Linked DNA regions of Bombyx mori: all the other regions are linked to region 1. The links are chromatin contacts, called in public Hi-C maps. All regions are on one chromosome and are shown on one strand. Each heading gives the region's core, a stretch centred on a gene start, on an enhancer-like site or on the middle of the called end of the contact. The rest is flanking DNA. Distances are from core to core; before and after follow the strand shown. Region 1 holds the start of LOC101737318 (transducin beta-like protein 2). Region 2 overlaps LOC101737318 (transducin beta-like protein 2). Region 3 overlaps LOC101737318 (transducin beta-like protein 2).

Region 1 (3,756 bases), core at 346-2,845:
ATGTTACCATGTTTATATATTTTTTCCTGGTTTTTATCAGTACAAAAATCATGTAAACAAATAAGCAGATATGAACACAGCATAAAATTATTTTTAAAAGTTACAAATCGAGTGTCTTGAAAGCAGTGCTGTTATGTAAGTGTTCAGTTTATCTCAGCAGAGAAAGTGACTTGAGCTCGGTTGCACTGCATGAGCAACTTTATAACTTGTTATGACTAACAAAACAACAACCGGCAGATCATTTCCAAAATCAATTAAGTATTATTTTTTAATACTTTAATTCATCTTTTAAATCATATTTATTTAATTATGATTATGCAGTGAAAGTTTGTATTTTTAATTTTTTTACATTACATATTATATTTATCTAAGAATACATAAATGTTACCTTTTGTAACAAAAATTAGATTTAGACATATCTGTGTACAATATAAATGTTCATATTTGATTCCTCCATCTGGCATAGTCATAGTCTGCCTTGTCTTGGAAAACAATATTTGCACAGATGGTGACGATATGTTATTGTCCTAACCATAAGTTTCTGTTATTAGGCCTTTATGTGTTACTTATTCATTTCAATTTACATAAATATATATATATTCAGAAGCCCTGTACTAACTGTACTATTTAATTTAATAATTATTTTTCTTTCCAAGCTACAATGTACTTCTTCAGTTCTATTACAGAAGAAATGGCTTTGTGATACTTAACAATAGAGAACAATAAGATGCTAGTACATATTTTATTTTATATATTTTTGTAAAATGTAATCAATAAATTGAACATGAAATTGCATTATATAGTCAAAATTCGTACTTTTCTTATACTTTAGGTTTTCTTTAAAGAAAATTATCGACGACATTTTCTTTAAGCTTTATATGTAAAATAATGGGATCATTAACACATATTTTTTTCTATAATTAATTATATGAGATCTTTAGTTCAATGACTTACAGAGTACAGTTGTTGAGGACGTAAATTCTATGTATGTCAGGTACATTCTCAAGTCAACTTTTCAAGTACAGTTATAGCATCCGCTCGCATAGCACAAAAACCGCATGAGATACATACTAGGTACCTACTGTGTCCGTTGCCGGTAAATAGTTATGCTTTTACGTACATACCTTCAACTTATTTGAATCTGCTAAAAAAATTCGGCGAATTTTCTGGTGTTGTTTTTAAAATAATTAAGAACTATTTAAAAAAATTTAGAAGCTTCTAAAATTTAATTCTAACCCTTACCAGAATTGTTCTCTCTCTCACGTTCCTCCACCGCTTGGTTTTTGTTGCGGAATATAATTTTGTAAATGAAATGCAACAAAACGCAGACTAAAACTGCAGTTGCCGACAAGAGGAACACGTGAATGTTTTGACCGCTTTCAATCTCTCCCATTCTGACTAAATTCTTTCGCGGAAACTAAGAATAGTGCACAAATTAAGATTTACGATAAATTATAATCACGCGGTCACACAAACAATAACTAACCACAGATACTTATATGACTGACTGAACAGAATTGATTGAATGAAGTGAATATATTCAATTAGTCAACCACGATGCGGCGCGGGAACACGTGCCGGTACTTATCTGTCACTGTCAAACTGTCAAGCTTTGTTTTTGTCGTTTTCTACAAGACCTGGTATTTGTGCTTTTAAGCCAAATAAGTTTTAAAATCTCAAGCTTCTTAAATCAGCCAGCTTCTTAATTAGCAATTCAAAAAGCCAAACATGGAGCATAGGCATAGATCAAATTACGAAACTAAAGATTAATGTATTTGAGTATTATAATACTGGTCCGGATTTGATTCACTGTTATAGTCATTATCAAACGTAATAATGTATTTTGATTTCAGACTTTTGTTATTTTGTAGTTTTGTACAACTTCAGCATCAGTAATATCGTAGAGCAAATAGGCGTTTGCCGAAATGCTTAAAATTAAAATAAGTTATTCAATAGTGCATTTCATACTATCACATTGGTGAACAAAAACATTTAGAAATGAAATAAGCTAAATTGCTAAATCTAAAAAATTGCAGAAATCTAGGTAGAGAGTGTACATGTAACTGTGAACACCTACCCTAATGCATTGTGGTCACCCATTATGTGTTTCTAGAAATCATTTTTGGCACACGCTAGCAGATTAGATTTAATTTTCCATAGTGTTTCTTTCTCAAGTGGTCTCACGGATAGTTATTTTAAGTTATATACACGAGTGTATAAGAGTTGTAGACAGGCAGGAAATTTACGAAGGCAATAGTAAGCTCCTGTTAAAAGAATATGGCTCCAAGTAACATTATGTTATGTTGCATACTGTTATTATTGACCAAACTCAAAAGTTGGCTAGGTACCTTTTAACTATGGCTTTATGGATTGAGTCTAAAAAACATTTTCAGTCATAAAAAGAGTATGTTATCTATTTAAAAGAAAAATAGTATTTAATCAGTGGAGTATGTAAGTACATTGCTAAAAGCAATGAGTTTGTTTAACTAAAATCTGACAAGTGTCATGAAATACACTTAATGAGATTGAAATCTGTTGAATAATAATAATACTTATAAACTCAATTTTTCAACAATGTAGAATGAAGTACCAAATTTTAAGTTTTATTGTAAATTAAAATGTCGTCTCGTCGGGGTGGCAGGTATCAATATCTTGACTCTGTAGAAAACTAGAATATGGTTATTTGAAAGGCTTGCTTGTTTTATACATATTTCAAAATTTAACATTAGCGAACAAACAAAAGAAAGACATGCTTGAATAATTTGTTATGTTTGCCTCATTTTATACTTATAACTTCACTTTGAAACTATATACTACAAAATAATCTAAATATCAACTAAAAATTATACTATGGAGATAGTGTTTTACAGCTCTTGTGCAAAAAAGTTGAGTAACTATTAATAGGTTGTTGTTGTTGTTGTAGTCCTAGGGTACCCCGCTGGTAGATAGGGCCCTCGCAAGTTGTCTCCACTTTACCCTGTCTTGCGCTTGCTCCTTGACATCACTCCAGGTCACGTTGGCAGTCCTCATCTCACTCTCTACGGTGCGTCGCCAAGTGTGTACAGGGCGACCAATAGGTACTCAAAATTTATTATCCAAAACAATAACCAAAACTAAACAGATCAATTGCAAGCCAGACAAATAAATGGGTGTTACATAGGGGATACGTTTTAGAAAAAGGGATTTCAATGGTAAATAAATAAAACTATTTCATGATTATCAATCCCAAAAATAAGTTTTTTTAAAAGAAAGAATTTTGTTGAAATTTTGTGAAAGAAAAACATTATTTTAACATCTTCCAGTTAAAGCATTAATTATTACCATCATAAATGTACACTTCTACACCGCTGGACAGAGACGTGTGAGCTTACAGCCCTGAGACTGATCTTCGGCTTTTCTCATTCACACAGTCAACAGTTTATTTTGAACACTTGAAGTGTTCTAAGAAATCTCTTACGCCTATTAAATAAGAGGATATCTTACGTCTATTTTAAATTATATGTTCACAAGAATAATGCTACGATATTTGACCACATTACAGGTTATGAATCTAAAACGACAAAAACTTTTTTTTAATCTTTAATTCAGTAAAACCCATACTTACATTACTTAAAATCTATGTTAGTAACTTAAAAACCTAACACATTAGTATTTAACTACATATTTATTACAATTTTTTTAGTCATCCCCAAGTGCCTGCTGTAAAGACAATTAACTAGCAGTCCAATCTTGCTCGATATGATGTTCAAAAGTCAT
Region 2 (3,756 bases), core at 430-2,929, 63 kb before region 1:
TAGTACGTCAAACACAAGAGGTTCGTTAATTTAGATTCAGCTGACGATAAAGAGGCACGCGATAGTTCCATGTAACTTTTTGAATTAGTACAAATTGGACGAATTATGTCAACAGTCAAACACATATTCATGCAAAAAATATATAGCCAGACATTTTATTAGGGTTTTCACGAATGCAGTACTGGATGAAGTATTTGCGAGGTAGGTGGTAATTTAACTTTTAGCGTTCATTCATTCATAGTTCAACATCATCATCATCATATAAATAAAATTGGAGTGTCTGTTTGTAATATTGAAATAACCGCTTTTTACTACATGCATATGAATATATATACAGAACATACACCAAAATAATATTTTTTACAATTTTTAATCTAATCTCTATTTTAATCTAATCTCTGGAACGGCTGGACCGATTTTGACGGGACTTTCGCTGATAGGTAGCTGACGATATAAGGAGTAACTTAGGCTACGTTTTTTAGACTAGCTTCGCCCCGCGGCGTCACCCGCGGTACGACAATAACCGCGGGTAACATCGCGGAACTCAGCTAGTAAGTACCTAATAAAATTAAACATATTGGTTACAATATGTTGTATTCTGTTAGGTTAACCACTTATATAATTAATTTCGCTCTATAGCTTTCTTGATTGCTGCAGAAAACTCATATAGTGTTAAATTTTCTATTACATATTTTCTTCTATGTACAATAAAGAACCATCAATTTAAGTCAGTCAGTGCGGAATTCTGTTTCGACTTTCCTGATATGATATCATCATAATCACATCGGATGCGGTGGTACATATCCTATTAACTAATGCCTATACAAGTCGACGTAGGTAGACTAGGAAGATGGTCATGATAATATGTATAAGATAAAATACATAACGGAAAATAGCTTCCCGTTTTATTCTTATTAATCATAAATACATATAAAACACTATACCTATAATGAAACTTCATGTTTTGTTATTGTATTATATTTGAATCTGAATTTCGAATTTTCAAAATGTTGATCGAATTATTAAATAATTCGTTTTTGAATTTTAAATACAAACTTAAGAAATTTAATTGTAGAATCTATAAAATTTAAATTCCGTCAGAGGTTCTAGCAGAACATAGTCTAGTTGTCATCAAAAGATACGGGTAGATAAGGGAGATTCCGGCGACAGCCTCGAACTTAAGCCGTCCCCTCCTCCTTTATGCTGATTTGTGATTTGTTATAATACACATTAAATAATAAATTAATATATACTATCAATCACGCCACGTTAACTGTTCCCGTGCTAAGCTCGTAAAGAACTTGTGTTACAGGTACCAGATAACGGAAATAAATGTAAGATTTTTATTATACACATACATATATTTAATATACATCTATAACCCTGGAAAATACATTTATATTTATTATACAAATATCTTCCCTTGGCGGGATTCGAACCCGCGACCCCCTTGTGTAGTGACTATGTCAATAACCACTACACCAGACGGCCGTTAAATTGTCTTCATCATCATATTATCAAAGAGCCGGGTTGGGTAAATTACTGTATATAAATCTGACTGAATGTAATTAGAATAAGAATATCAGTAACAATACCCTTTAACGGTACAACACAAACAGCAATAAAGAATTAAAAGCGCTGTCTAAGCCCGCGCTGCGTTATCCTCGTATCGTATTTATGCGGAATAAGCCCGTTTTCGTTAAGACAATGGGTGTCTCAACAACATTGTCGAGGTTCATTGTCGAACACACAAGGTCGTCGTGATTTTAAACAAAATCACGAAACGATCGCTTCGCGTCTCCTTTATCGGTACGTAGCCATATTTGTTTTACGAATAAATATTTGTTAATATTACGGAAGGGAAGGGACGTGGATTGATTTTTGTGTTCGATTTAAAATCATAAACAAGGAAAACATGTGTTTTATTGAGGTTTCCCGCAACGTAAACGACGTCAAAGTACTTTTTGTTCAATGAAACAAAACCGATACAGAATTTACATCTTTAAAACGTTGACGTAATTATATCGATTTCTTTTTTGGATCATCTTATTAAAGCGCGGAATATCTAGTAGACTCTGGGAAAAACGAATCTGAAGATACTGAGAATGAATCTTTTTCTTACTGACTTAAAAGATTAAAATATAGGTACATTAGCTTAGTAGAATTTAGTACATAACAAAAATCGATATAATAACTTTAGTGAACCGCGTAGGACGCCTACAAGAAGAACTTAGTAGAATTTAGTACATAACAAAAATCGATATAATTACTTCAGTGCGCCGCGTAGGACACCGGTGACCTACACGGCAGTCAACGTGTTAATAAATGTTTGTTTATTTTTCATAAACTTGTATAGTTTTTAGTGGGATATGAAAGACGCGTGTGTCAACGTGAAATGAAATCATACTTTCGATTTTAAATCTAGACAAGAAGTGAACGATTATTTTAATTATATTGCGGTATCTACACAAAATTATTGCCATCAGATACCTTGAGACATAAAGGACTCTCAAAATTTTCATTGACATGTAAGTATAAAGTGTGAAAGTATTATAAGCATAAATAAGCAAAACAATGATACCCCAATCCGAACGAGTTCATGACCGAATCTATATAATTATTTGTATCGATTTTAAGTTAACAAAATAAATCGATTTCGTATGTCACATGATAAGGTGACGAATACAAGAGTAACATGCGCATTTTAAAACAAAGGATACAAAGATCTTTGTTCGTTTGGTCTCGCGAAACAAGACCGAAGATAAATACGTGATATGTTAATTAATATACATTACAATGTTTAATTGAAGCTCGTGGTTCAACGTATTGAACGTGCTATCAAAATAGGGGGGGGGGGGGGGGGGGTTACTGATTCGAGGTTGAACACATGTATATACAGGTCATTGAACGGTAGGTACGAATTTACGGTAGGCAGCGGCTTGGCTCTGCTCCTGGCATTGCTGTAGTCCATGGGCGACGGTAACCACTCAGCACCAGGTGGGCCGTATGCTTGTCTGCCTACAAGGTCAATAAAAAAAAATTGTAGGAGGGGAAATTTGTTCATGACAGTTCACTCCTTCCAAAATATCTTTGGCAAGGCATTGTGAATGTTAATTCCTTGGGCGACAATAGAAAACACGCTCTTCTGCCAACGAAAACCAATAAAATGAATATCGATCATCATCAATTTTAACGGTGCCTATCGAAAGATTATCGCTTACGTTACAGAGATTTTGTAATACTGAAAGTGTCGCAACGTTTATATATATATTTAATCTTTATTGTTGATTTTAATGTCATTATGCAATTTGATTTCGGATTGGAAAGTGAACGTGGTATCGCGATGGATATACTTTCATTGTGTCCGGTAACACGAGAAAGCAACATGCGTATATGTATTCATGTGTAAGGGAAGATGCAAGTTTCATTTTAATCATTCTTATTTATGTGTGTTTATATCATAAAAATATCAATTAAATAGTTCGCTAGGTAAAAACAAAGGCTTTGAATTTTATTGTTGTAGCGGCATTAACAATTCTAAGTAATTATATTACATTAGTTATTAAACACATTATAAATTATTTTTACGTTTTAAATTTTCGGCGGTAAAAAATGTCCCGTGTCACAGACTATATTCTTTTTTTCACCTCTCGTGCGTTCCGGCTTACGCATCATAAAAAGGTGCGTTCTTAAACGCCACAGCTTCACAGATCATATCACCGATAAAGTAGTCCAGAATATGGGAAGGTGGACTTA
Region 3 (3,756 bases), core at 877-3,376, 38 kb before region 1:
TATCTTCATACTTACGAAATCTTCCGGTGGTGTGACGACGTGTGCTTTTCCCGTTCACACCGGCTTAATCAAATGATTCACTCTAGAGCAGAACTTGTTTCGTTTCATAATAAGGAATTCCCTATCAGCAAAATTTTATTACGTCTTTTAGGTAAACCTATTTTTGTATGTTATAATTCAGTGTACAAATTAGAGCTGGGCAGAGAATCATGTTTATTATATTACATTGCCAGAAATTTGTTTGCTAATCAGGAAAACATCTGCCAATCAGTGAACAAGAATGCGTTAAGTGTATCTTTATGAAGAAGCTTTTCTGATGGATAATGTTGATGAATTTGTTAATCCGAATTGAATCTAAAGACGAGCAGAATAAGGCTTACCACAGAGTAGAGCTAACCTTAAGTGGATTACGTGCCACAGCTAACAACTAGTTGTTACGTAGCGGTGAAACCTAGAATAGTGAAAGTTTTTATAACAGCTACAGTGACACCAATATGGTCATAGTGGTTTGATATTAACAGTTATAAAAAATATATTTTTATCTGCCAAATGGGATCTTTCGAAACTTATTCAAATTCACTAATCTGATAGATAGCCTACTTTGTAACGCTTAGAATTAAAGGTATAGTGATAAAAATAAACAAGGTTTAAAAAAATATCACGTTTATTGCCTCGATTGCAATTCAGAGGCACATACTACACATGTCAGTACGCGCGCTCCGTCAACGTGACAATTTAGTCACTCTCGAATATTGTCAATCACAATTTGGTCAATAATTCATTAATTGTGTCCATAGAACAAATTTCTTTTCACATTAAAATATTATCACTCAAATTATTAGGCGGAACTAACTAATGGATCATAAGGTTGCAAAATAGGTAGTTGATATGATATGCTGTGTACTCTGTTCGCTTGCTCCTGCTGTACTTTAAGTAGCACCAAATCCATAGCAGCTCGAGCATCTTCCAATGGCGAGTGACCATTGCTGCCTCTTTGTACAGTACGGCCCAGAAGCTCCTCGGATAGGGCGCGTAGTGATCGGCGCATTGGGAATCCTCGTGCGTGTGGATATAAAGCACATGTATCTACAACTGCGCTGTGCAATAACTTCAAAGCGCGGAGATCATTTTCCAGAGCATGTCCGATAAGGATTGTGTCAGTTCCAACGAATCCTAGTATATCGTTTTGTACGTCTCGTAGCGTCTTAGTCGCGCGCGCCAAGTCGCGCGGCCTGATGCCCGAGAAACGGGTGTTGTGATCGACGACAGGTGAACTCGGTTTAACTAGTGATCGGTATACAAGACGGCCATCGGCTGCAATGACCGCGATACTAGCTAATTCCAATCCTGCTGTAGTATAACACATCTCCGTGTCAATAGCATACACTCCACCGCGAGGTGAACGTGCGCGCACGTAGCCTTCAAGAGGTCCGTTCATCCCAGGACGAGTACCGCTCCACACATGAGATCGCGCTACACTGCATCCTCTTGAGCCGAGCATTGATTTGCAGCATGCGTACCGAGAATCACTACTAACACGGCCCCAATGATAGAGGCATGTTTCTTCTTTAACGTATTCACCATCACGAGTCATTCTAAACATTTTATCACAACGTACACACAAGTGTTCCACAGCATCCGCTTCTTCGTCACTGTCAGATCGCGGAGTTGACCCCAAGGACCCGCGACCGCTGTCACCTTGGGACCCGGGAACAAATTCAGGGGCATTTACATCCCACGTAGTCATCGGTCTAGGTCGAGGCGGTGGATTTATGTATACGACCGCTTTAGTCGAATTCGGTTCAATTTCCAAAGGATATCCCAAGGTCCACATGCGCTTTGGAGACAGGAAATGTGACCGGAGGGCCTGTGCTAGTTGTTCAGTGGAGAGTCTCTGCGGCGTCGACGGCGTCGTCGGCGCGGACGGGGGGCGGCGTTGATCACGCGGCTTGCGCCGGCGTGCTGCAGCGCCGGCAGGGTCCACCGACGCGACGGTCTCTTGATAAAACCAATCGTGGAATTGAATACAAAAATGCATGTTTCTTGGTTGGCTTGTGTACACATAGAGTCGAAATACGAGCGCGGAGCTTGAGTTAGAGGTACGTGCTATCGCGCGCGCGGGCGCTGTACTAATGACGCGCTGGTGGGGCAGCCCACGCTTTATACGTTACGTACGCAGCGCGCCTTCGTTAACGGGACACAACGATCGACTGGCCTATTCTCATTTTTTCTAAACAATAACACAACTTTTTCGTACAAAACATTACTTGTATTTGAACTTATTTTAGATATTTAACACGCAGAGCGTCCTAACCCTGAAGCAACTCGATTTGTACTGACGTTTGTTTAGTTGTTTACACTAAACAGCTGATGCCCGCGACCCGCGTGGACGCGATGTTTACGTACGATAATATAATATGGGTTCGACTCCGGACAAAAATGTAAATGGTAACATTAGATAATTATCTAGACATTATCGTTTCTTTATTGAATATATATAATCGTTTTTTAAGTGATCATTATTTAATCGTTTCCTTAGTACCTACTAATTATTTATTTAAGCAACAATTAATCGGTTTTGTTCCGTGAATTGTAAATTTTCATTTTCAGAGTTATGAATGATTAATTAATTTGACGATAAGAGAGAAAAATAGATAATTCACTTTAAACTACGGAAGAGTGAGAGTACAATGATTGACAAGGGAAGGAAGGCCGGTCATTGTCTCCGATTCTTAAAGCACAAATCTTACAGGAAATGTGTCAGAATATTAATGAAATTAAAATTCGGGATCCGAAAAACATATTATTTCAATCATTTATATCATCAATTATACCATCAATGTCAATGATACTATATACAGTCAATTCGTTATAAGGTTGTTTTTGAAAAAAATACTTTCGTCTTAATACAGATACCGAGAGGAAACTTTTATTTTTAACGGTAAAAATTACGATCGAACGTGAATCATACGTTTTTCAGAATCATACCGCTTACGAGACTCCGTAATAATGCCATAATTTCATCAGATTTGCTTACGTGACGAGATTTGCTTACGTGACGAACGACATTTATGAATTTGAGAATTATTTCTTAATCAAACCAATTCTAAATAAAGCTTCACTTTATTACATATTAAACTAATATGTAATTAATTTAATTATGATTTACCCTGTTCTTGGTCATGTACAAATTACATAAATATTTTATCATTATACTAATTGTCTGCAGGTGGTCTTCAAGCGTTAGAGTCCGTTTGATAAACTAACGTCTTAGGTGTATCAATGTGTAGGTTTGGTTTATTTTAATTCGGATCAATAAAACGAAATGAACTTCACTATCAAGAGCATGTGCGCATGACGGCTACATCGCATGAAGCGCATAAAGTCGGTCCGTTTGTATGTACAACGCGCTCTTTGTTGGCCACCTCTCTACGTAGAGTCGTATGCGTGTGTGCCGTGCCGTTGTTTGTATACAGAATCGCGTGTTGGCGCGCCGCCGCCGCCGGCTGGTCGGTGACACCATCGCCGATAACCTTATATATCGAACATACTTTGACTCGACTACGTTATCGCGCACAAGCTACTCTATCAGTCCGAACATCAATAACTCAATCAATTAAAAATAATTAAACCTATAAAGATATATGTGGCAAAAGTGGCCTAAGCTTACCATAGTCAGTATGGAGGCAATTAGGTTTGCATTTTCATGAATTTGAATTTGACTAAGCAAAAAAAACGATACGCGCAAAAATAATG

Evidence for each region. Hi-C and Micro-C count contacts between places; a contact is called where the count stands out from the background.
Region 2: a contact with region 1 is called in a Hi-C map of posterior silk gland, with 2.9 times the contacts expected there. The contact joins the enhancer-like site here to the promoter of LOC101737318 in region 1. A contact is called at or near these places in 2 of 7 Hi-C or Micro-C datasets (posterior silk gland and whole pupa).
Region 3: a contact with region 1 is called in a Hi-C map of posterior silk gland, with 2.2 times the contacts expected there. The contact joins the enhancer-like site here to the promoter of LOC101737318 in region 1. A contact is called at or near these places in 2 of 7 Hi-C or Micro-C datasets (posterior silk gland and whole pupa).

The regions. Positions count from the first base shown.
Region 1 is chr8:8,693,140-8,696,895 of ASM3026992v2, forward strand. LOC101737318 (transducin beta-like protein 2) reads right to left here and starts at 1,596. Exons shown (of 6, transcript XM_004932074.5): 1 at 1,243-1,596. The coding sequence starts at 1,393.
Region 2 is chr8:8,629,957-8,633,712 of ASM3026992v2, forward strand. The region is part of intron 3 of LOC101737318 (transducin beta-like protein 2); the gene reads right to left. Among protein-coding and RNA genes, the nearest start is that of Mir2807a-3, 6.7 kb to the right of the region's middle. Within about 2 kb of position 1,680, at least 3 of the 8 cell types and tissues checked have open chromatin away from gene starts, as enhancers often do.
Region 3 is chr8:8,654,340-8,658,095 of ASM3026992v2, forward strand. All of the region lies in intron 2 of LOC101737318 (transducin beta-like protein 2), which reads right to left. Among protein-coding and RNA genes, the nearest start is that of Mir2807a-3, 18 kb to the left of the region's middle. Within about 2 kb of position 2,127, at least 8 of the 8 cell types and tissues checked have open chromatin away from gene starts, as enhancers often do.